2 separate regions of the Sus scrofa genome follow, and region 1 is linked to region 2. The links are chromatin contacts, called in public HiChIP or PLAC-seq maps. All regions are on one chromosome and are shown on one strand. Each heading gives the region's core, a stretch centred on a gene start, on an enhancer-like site or on the middle of the called end of the contact. The rest is flanking DNA. Distances are from core to core; before and after follow the strand shown.

Evidence for each region. HiChIP or PLAC-seq counts read pairs in DNA pulled down with a chosen protein or histone mark.
Region 1: an H3K27ac HiChIP or PLAC-seq map of skeletal muscle shows a contact between it and region 2. The contact joins the promoter of TMEM92 here to the enhancer-like site in region 2. A contact is called at or near these places in 7 of 47 Hi-C or Micro-C datasets (alveolar macrophages, embryonic fibroblasts, fetal skeletal muscle and 4 more) and 1 of 2 datasets of contacts at active chromatin or transcription factors (skeletal muscle).

What each region holds. Positions count from the first base shown.
Region 1 is chr12:26,465,111-26,468,827 of Sscrofa11.1, reverse strand. TMEM92 (transmembrane protein 92) reads right to left here and starts at 2,215. Exons shown (of 5, transcript XM_003131586.3): 1 at 2,038-2,215. The coding sequence starts at 2,106.
Region 2 is chr12:26,417,133-26,420,984 of Sscrofa11.1, reverse strand. No RefSeq gene overlaps it. Among named protein-coding and RNA genes, the nearest start is that of COL1A1, 22 kb to the right of the region's middle. Within about 2 kb of position 2,179, at least 15 of the 83 cell types and tissues checked have an H3K27ac peak or open chromatin away from gene starts, as enhancers often do. A contact at or near this core is called in omental adipose tissue, skeletal muscle and subcutaneous adipose tissue, where this site is marked.

The sequences.
Region 1 (3,717 bases), core at 966-3,465, 48 kb before region 2:
GCACCTGCGGCATATGGAGGTTCCCAGGCTAGGGGTCCAATCCGAGTCGCATCTGCGACCTATACCACAGCTCACGGCAACACCAGATCTTTAACCCACTGATCAAGGCCAGGGATCGAACCCACACCCTCATGGTTCCTAGTAAGATTCGTTTCCGCCGCACCACATTGGGAATTCCAGAAATAACATTTCGATGGCCACTGACAACAATAGTAAAACCAAGAAGACCAATCACAGCCACTAACAGTTGGGCTGAAACCCCCGTTATGTGCTCCGTCCTGCAAGTACACCCCCTTCTCCCAAGTCTTGGCCAGTGGGCTCAGGAGCAGGGATAAACCCCAGCAGGAATGGCCCAGAGAGGCTGAGGGCCACACAGCACCCTGGAATGACTGCAGAGTTGGGGACCCCCAAAGGGATTCGGGCACTCAGGGTACTCCCTTCCCCTCAGATTCTAGCCCCTGCCCCTCCTCCCCCTCCTGGCCCCTAACTAAGAAAGACAATGAACAATTACTTTAATAAATTAAGGAGTTTCCATTGTGGCTCAGCAGTAACAAACCCAACCAGTATCCATGAGGATGGGGATTCCATGATGAATGGGTTAAGGATCCAGCATTGCTGTGAGCTGTGGTGTAGGTCGCAGAGGCGGCTCAGATCCTGAGTTGGTGTGGTTGTGGCTGGGGCTGGGGCTGGGACTGGCAGCTGCAGCTCCAATTTGACCCCTAGCCTGGGAAGTTCCATATGCCGTACCTGTGGCCCTAAAAAGCAAAATAATAATAATAATGCTGCACTCCTGTGAGGAGTAGAGGACACTTTCCCAGATTCTCCCACCACCCCATTTTGTTTTGTTTTGTTTTGTTTTGTTTTTTTGGCTGTACCTGTAGCATGTGGAAGTTCCCTGGGCCAGGGATTGAACCTGAGCCACAACAGTGACAATGCCAGACCCTTAACCCACTGAGCCACCAGGGAACTCCTCCCCCTACCATCCTGTTTTAAACAGAGGATGGTCTTATCTGAGGTGGTTCAGAGCCTGTGTTTTATCAAGTGTTGGGATAATCTTCGGCAACTGCTTACATGTGAACAGGGAGCATCAACTGCCTGCCCCCTGCAGTGGTTGGGAGGAATCGACCAGAGGATGCTCAGCCTAGAGCTGGCACAAACCCACAGCCTGGTGATAGAGAAGGAAGAGCAGGGCTTGGGGTGGGGTGGGGCAGAGCGGCTCAGCACAAGTTCATGAACGTGGGAAGCAGGCCTGCAACTTCCTTCGGACTCTGACACAAGTAATTTAAAAACCGTGTTCTAGACCCATGTCAGTTTCTAGGATCATCTCCCACCCCAGAATTGGATAGACTGCCCCCATTACTGGAGTCAGGGGAGGGATAAAGGGGTGCTGAAACCTTGCCTCACTTCAGAAATCACAGATTCCAGAGGTCACCCCAGCCTGGGGTCAGGCAGCCGGATCAAATCCTATCACCGGCTGGAATCCTAGCCCCGCACCTAGGAAGGGACAAAGGAGCCTCCTTTCCTCCAGGGCACGCAGAGAGAAACAGTCCCAGAGAGGGGCAGGGCCTTCCCAAGGTCATCCCCAGCACTAGGAGAACAGAGCTGGGGGGGACAGGCTGGCCAGGCGTCCAGACCTTAGACACACACACACCCCCACTGTCGCCCCGGCCCCCAGTCACTGCTTTCTGACACAGCAGGAAGGAGCAAGAACGAGACAAGACTAACGAGACTAACGACGCCAGGATCAAAGTCCCCACTCAGAGAGGCACTAGGTGTCAGGCGGCGCAGGTCCCACGACACAGTCTCCCCCGCCCCTGCCTCCCCACAAGGTGAAGGAACCCAGGCCTTCTCAGGACCTCCTTCCACTGCCCTCACCTCCACCTCCCGGGCCAAAAGAGAAAGGAAGTTGCTAAATACGTGTGGTCATGAGGAAATCCTGACCGTAGTAGGTGGTGATCCAGAGCCAGAAGCGGGGCCCCTGACCCACAAGGGTAGGACCCCCCCAAATCTAACCGGCTTACCTCCCAAAAAGCTCACCTGTTGGAGGCCAGCCGGCAGGGCAAGCAGCAAGGTGGGCACGAGGCCGAGGACCCAGGTGTCAGACATCCTGGCAGGGGGGCCACTGAGCTTCCGTGTGGAGGGGAGGAGAGGAGAGGGCGGGGCCGTGACCTCTCCCACGACTCTCCACCTATAGGGCCCTGCCTTGGGTTGGGGGCGGAGCTGATGCACCCGGGGAAAGGCCAACCCAGAAGAGGAAGGGAGGGGCGGAGGTGAGGAGAGGGGAGGGGAGGAGGGAGGAGGAGGGGAGGGGGAGGGGGAAGGGAGGAGGGGGAGGGAAGACGTCTGGGAACGGCTTGGGGAATTGAGAGGTAGAAAGGATTATCTGATGAACAATATTGTGGCATCAGTTCAAGACAGCTGAACTACCCCTTCCCAACCCCAACTGTTCCACCCCCAAGCGGTCCCAGGCTTATGATAGGGACTGGCGGGAGTTCCCGTTGTGGCGCAGTGGAAACAATCCACTAGGAACCAGGAGGTTGCAGGTTCGATCCCTGGCCTTGCTCAGTGGGTCAAGGCTTGGGCGTTGCCCGTTAGCTCTAGTGTAGGTCACAGACGAGGCTGGGATTCTGCATTGCTGTGGCTGTGGTATAGGCTGGCAGCTGTAGCTCGGATTAGACCCCCTAGCCTGGGAACCTCCAGATGCCCCGGGTGCGGCCCCAAAAAGACAAAAAAAAAAAAAAAAAATAGGGACTGGCCGCACCTATCAGATGAGGGGGGACGCGGCCAGAGGGACCTGGACCACTGGAAGTCCCTTCCCATAAGGACTTCTGGGGGGCAGAGGATGAGAGAGGGGAGGCGAAGGTCCTGGTGGGGCTAGGCGTCCTTTTTTTTTTATGAGGAGGGAGGGAGGGGCGGCCTGGCAGATTTCTTGGGAAGGAGAACCTAGAGCTCATTACTAGCACATTCGTGCCCCCCCCCCCCCGCCTCCACATCCTGGGAAGATGTGTTGGTACACTTCCTCCGTTTGACTACAGGGAAAATTAAGACCCCAGCATTCAGAGACTAGTCCCTGGGTCCTAAACTGGGGCAGAGCGGCAGCCAGGAGAGATGGGGCGCAGGCGAGCAGGCCCATCCAGATTCCTGGAAAGACCCCGCGGAGACGGGCTGAGCCAGGAGCCGCGGGATTCCGACCCGGGGCGGCCGCGCCCAGCCCTCGAGGCACGCTGTGCTTTCCAGATCCGGCCAGCAGGTGGCAGCATCGTTCAACTCGCGATTCCCCCGGAGCCCGGCGGCGTGGGACCCGGGACTTGGGGCGGATCTCCCCGGGCTCCCTCCCGGGGGACCCGGCTGGAGGGTGGGGTGGGAAGCCGTCTCGGTGGGCGATTGGCGGAGGGTGAGAGCCAGACGCCCAAACACAGATGGGACGTATGGAGAAGACCTTGCGGGAGGTGGAGAGTCGGAGCCGGGACCCCTGGGGCGGGGGCGAACGGGGGGCGGGGGTGACGGGTGGGGTGCTGCTCCCTGACCTGGGGGAAGTCGGGGGAGGCTCGGTGCTTAGGTATGAGACGTCTCCTGCTGCCCCTCAGTTCTGACTTTACCACGGAAAACTGGTTCAAACCTAGTAAGAAGGGACAGCCGCCCTCTCTGGCTTTTTTGTTTTCTCTCACCGCTTTCTCCTTATCGCTGTTTCTCATCTCTCGCCGTGTTATCTCTGTG
Region 2 (3,852 bases), core at 930-3,429:
AACATTTGGCAACGATCAGAACACAAAATATTTCAGCCAAGAGATATTAATGGCTACTGAAATTAATGGGTCCAAATTGGCCGAGAAATGGGACTCCACACAGCAGTTTACAAAGAACTTCCCACCAAAACACCTGTTAAGTACAATAGGAAAAGAAGTAACTTTAGAGCAGATAAATGTGGCAGACACTAGCTCATCAAAAGATCAAAATTAGGAGTTTCTGTAGTGGCTCAGCAGAAATGAATCCGACTAGTAACCATGAGGTTGCCGGTTCAATCCTTGGCTTCGCTCAGTGGGTTAAGGATTTGGCGTTGCCGTGAGCCGTGGTGTAGGTTGCAGACGTGGCTTGGATCTGGCGCTGCTGTGGCTGTGGTGTAGGCCCGCAGCTACAGCTCTGATTCGACCCCTAGCCTGGGAACCTCCATGTGTCGCAGGTGCGACCCTAAAAAGACAAAAAAAGAAAAAAAAATCAAAATTAACATCATCCACAATGGGACAGTTTGAAATCATGCATCACCTGATAAGACACAGTGACAACATAGCATCACTTCTGTGATATTCCTGCCCCAAATCCATCACTTGAATCTAATCTTGAGAAAACTGTAGGCAAACCCAAATTGAGGAATACGCTACGAAATCATTGGCTTGTAATCTTCAAAATTTAAAAGGTCATGATTGTCAAGGAACATCCACTTTTTTCTTTTTTTTTTTTTTTTTTTTTTTTTTTTTTTTGCCTTTTAGGGCCGCACCCGTGGCACATGGACATTCCCAGGCAAGGGGTCCAATCGGAACTACAGTGCCGCCTACACCAGAGCCACAGCAACACCAGATCTGAGCCATGTCTGTGACCTACACCACAGCTCATGCCCATGCCGGATGCTTTAACCCACTGAATGAGGCCAGGGATCGAACCCGCAACCTCACGATTCCGAGTCGTGTTCGTTTCCGCAGTGCCACAACGGGAACTCCAAGGAACATCTACTTTCAATGTCGTCTCTTGCCACATTGAAAGAGACTGAAGAGGCATGGCAACTACATGCAATGCACGGTTCTGAATTAGGTCTTTTTGCTATAAATTACTTTACTGGGACAAATGGAGACGTGAATAAATTACAATAACAAGTCTGTAATTTTTATGGTTGCACAAGTAGGTACTTAAGAGACGGTCATTGTTTGCAGGATTTATACTAAAGTATTCATGGAGGGTGGCACATCGCTTTAGCAATTCACCCTCAAGCGCTTCAGGAAAAAAAAGGTTCTTTGCACTATTCTTGGAACGTTTCTGTAAGTGTGAAATGATTTCCAAACAAGAAGAAATGGTGACAAAAAGCTGATAAATATCATGTGTATGGAAAGAGCATGTGTGAGGCGGGATATTGTGGCCATCCATTGTGTCTGCCTTTCCCAGCATTCATTCCTTCTTCCTCCAGAAACAGCACCCAGATTTTATTTTGTGGAACTGCCATCCCCAACGTTTGGTTTATGTGTCATTCATGTGGGCCGGTGCCCAGGTCAACCAGCATATTTCATCTGCTTGGACAGTCATTGGTTTAGGGAAGGGCTCAAGTTTGCTTAATATAGGTCAACCCTGGGATTTTTTTTTTTCCCCTGAAACTATTGTGAAAGAGGCTGTTTTTCTCCAACGGTTACTCAGCTTTTAGAAAATAAACCTGGAACTGCCTGAGACCACCACATGGAGCCAGACGGCCCAGGGGGGGAAAAAGCCATTTCACAGAAAAGTAGAAGGAACAGACAGAGAAACTGAGTCTTCCTGATATCATTTTAGCCCATACATCCAGTGGTACTTTGACTTTTTGCTTAAATAACTCAAATATATTTACTTTTCTGCTTAAGCCACTTGGAGTTAAGCTGTTGGCGCTTGCAACCGAAAGATTCATGACTAATGTTAGGAAATTCCTAATTTGGCTGGACCGGCGTTTGAGGCGGGAGGGGGAGGGGAGGGAAGGAGAATGGTATTTGACAATCAGACATGGCAGGGCTTCTGGGCATCACGATTCACCAGGAATCTTGGGACCTTCAAGAAAAGTGGTGAGAGCAGGTGGCAGAGATACAAGGACCAAACCGTAAGTCATTAGACTTATCCCCAAACAACCCCACCTCGTAAGAGCTTGTCACCCAATCCACAGCCCAGTGGTCACACCCTTGGCACAGCCCTGACCAGAGATGCCGGCAGGCCTGCTCCTGAGCCCCACTTCCAACTCCATGGTAACTGTGCCTTGCCTTTCTTCACACTGCCTCTGTTTACAACGCACTCTGTCTCCAGTTTGCACAGTTGAGCCTCAAGGCAACTCTATGAGGGTGTTCTTGTCGTGACTCAGTGGTAATGAAACTGACTAGTATCCATGAGGATGCGGGTTCGATCCCTGGCCCCACTCAGCGGGTTAAGGATGTGGTGTTGCCATGAGCTCTGGTGTAGGTCGCAGAGGCAGCTCAGACCTGTCGTTGCTGTGGCTGTGGTGTAGACAGGCAGCTGCCGCTCTGATTCAACCCGTGGCCTGGGAACCTCCATATACTGGGAGTGTAGCCCTAAAAAAGCCAAACACACACACACACACACAAACAAACAAACAAAACCCAAAAAAGATAACTCTATGAGAAGGTAGAAGTGGGATTATTCAGAAAGTTGAAGCAACCTGCCTAAAGTCACACAGCTGTTCAGTGGTGGAGCCAGGACTACGGGACAGCATTCCTCTTTCCAAGACCAGAGCTCTTTCTAGAGCTTTTTGAGCTTTGGAATTTCTGAGAAGGGTTAGGGTTCCAAGACCAGAGCTCTTTCTAGAGCTTTTTGAGCTTTGGAATTTCTGAGAAGGGCTGAGGGATGGGACGTGTGGTGAAAGGCAGCTTCTCTCCCCTTGGGCTGGGGGACTGCCCTTGAGTGAATGAGGAGGGGGCCAGGCTTTGGGGGGCACATGGGCCCTCAGGAGAGGGGTCAAGGGTGGGAACCCTGTCGGGGGTCAGGATGCTGGCTGGAGCAGAGTAGGCGAGCATCACAGAATCCTCGATCCCCAGGGAGCACCCAAGGGACAGCCTGACGTCATGCTTTGGGCATGGCTCTGGGGAATCAGGAAGTGAGGACTCCTCCCACGCCCACCCAGTCTGCTGATTGGTGGAAGAGACCCCTATAGGAAACAGTATGCTAACACCCTTAAGGCTAACAGGAATTCCATCATACCTAATATTACTTATGCCAGGTACTGCCTCATGTTCTCACAACAATCCTGAAAAAAAAATCTATTTTTAGTCCTCAGTAGAACTGAGGACACTGAGGCACAGAGAAGGGAAGTGAGTTGCCCAGAGTCACACAGCTGGGAAAAGGAAGGGTTGGGATATAACCTGGAAATCTGGGAGTTCCCCTTGTGGCTCAACGGTAACGAACCCATCTAGTATCCATGAGGACACGGGTTCAATCCCTGGCCTCGTTCAGTGGGTTAAGGCTCCAGGGTTGCCTTGAGCTGCAGCGAAGCTCGCAGACAAGGCTCAGATCCTGCGTTGCTGTGGCTGTGGTGTAGGCCGGCAGTTGCAGCTCCAATTCCACCCCTGGTCTGGGGACTTCCAGATGCTGCAGGTGTGGCCCTAAAAAATAAAGAGAGAGAGAGAGAGAGACATAAACAAACTGGAAATCGAGCCCAGAGCCCAGATTCTCAAGAGCTCTGGTTACTCCTCCCGGCATATTCACCAAGCATCACTCCTCGCCAGGCCTGGTGCTAGAAGCCGGGGTAAAGATGACACACCCGGGCGCTGGTGGAGGGTAGGAGGGGAGAGAACAACCAGTCAGGCAGGGCCTGGGCTCTGGTAGGGGAAGTGCAGTCCTGTGGGAGAACCTGATGGAGG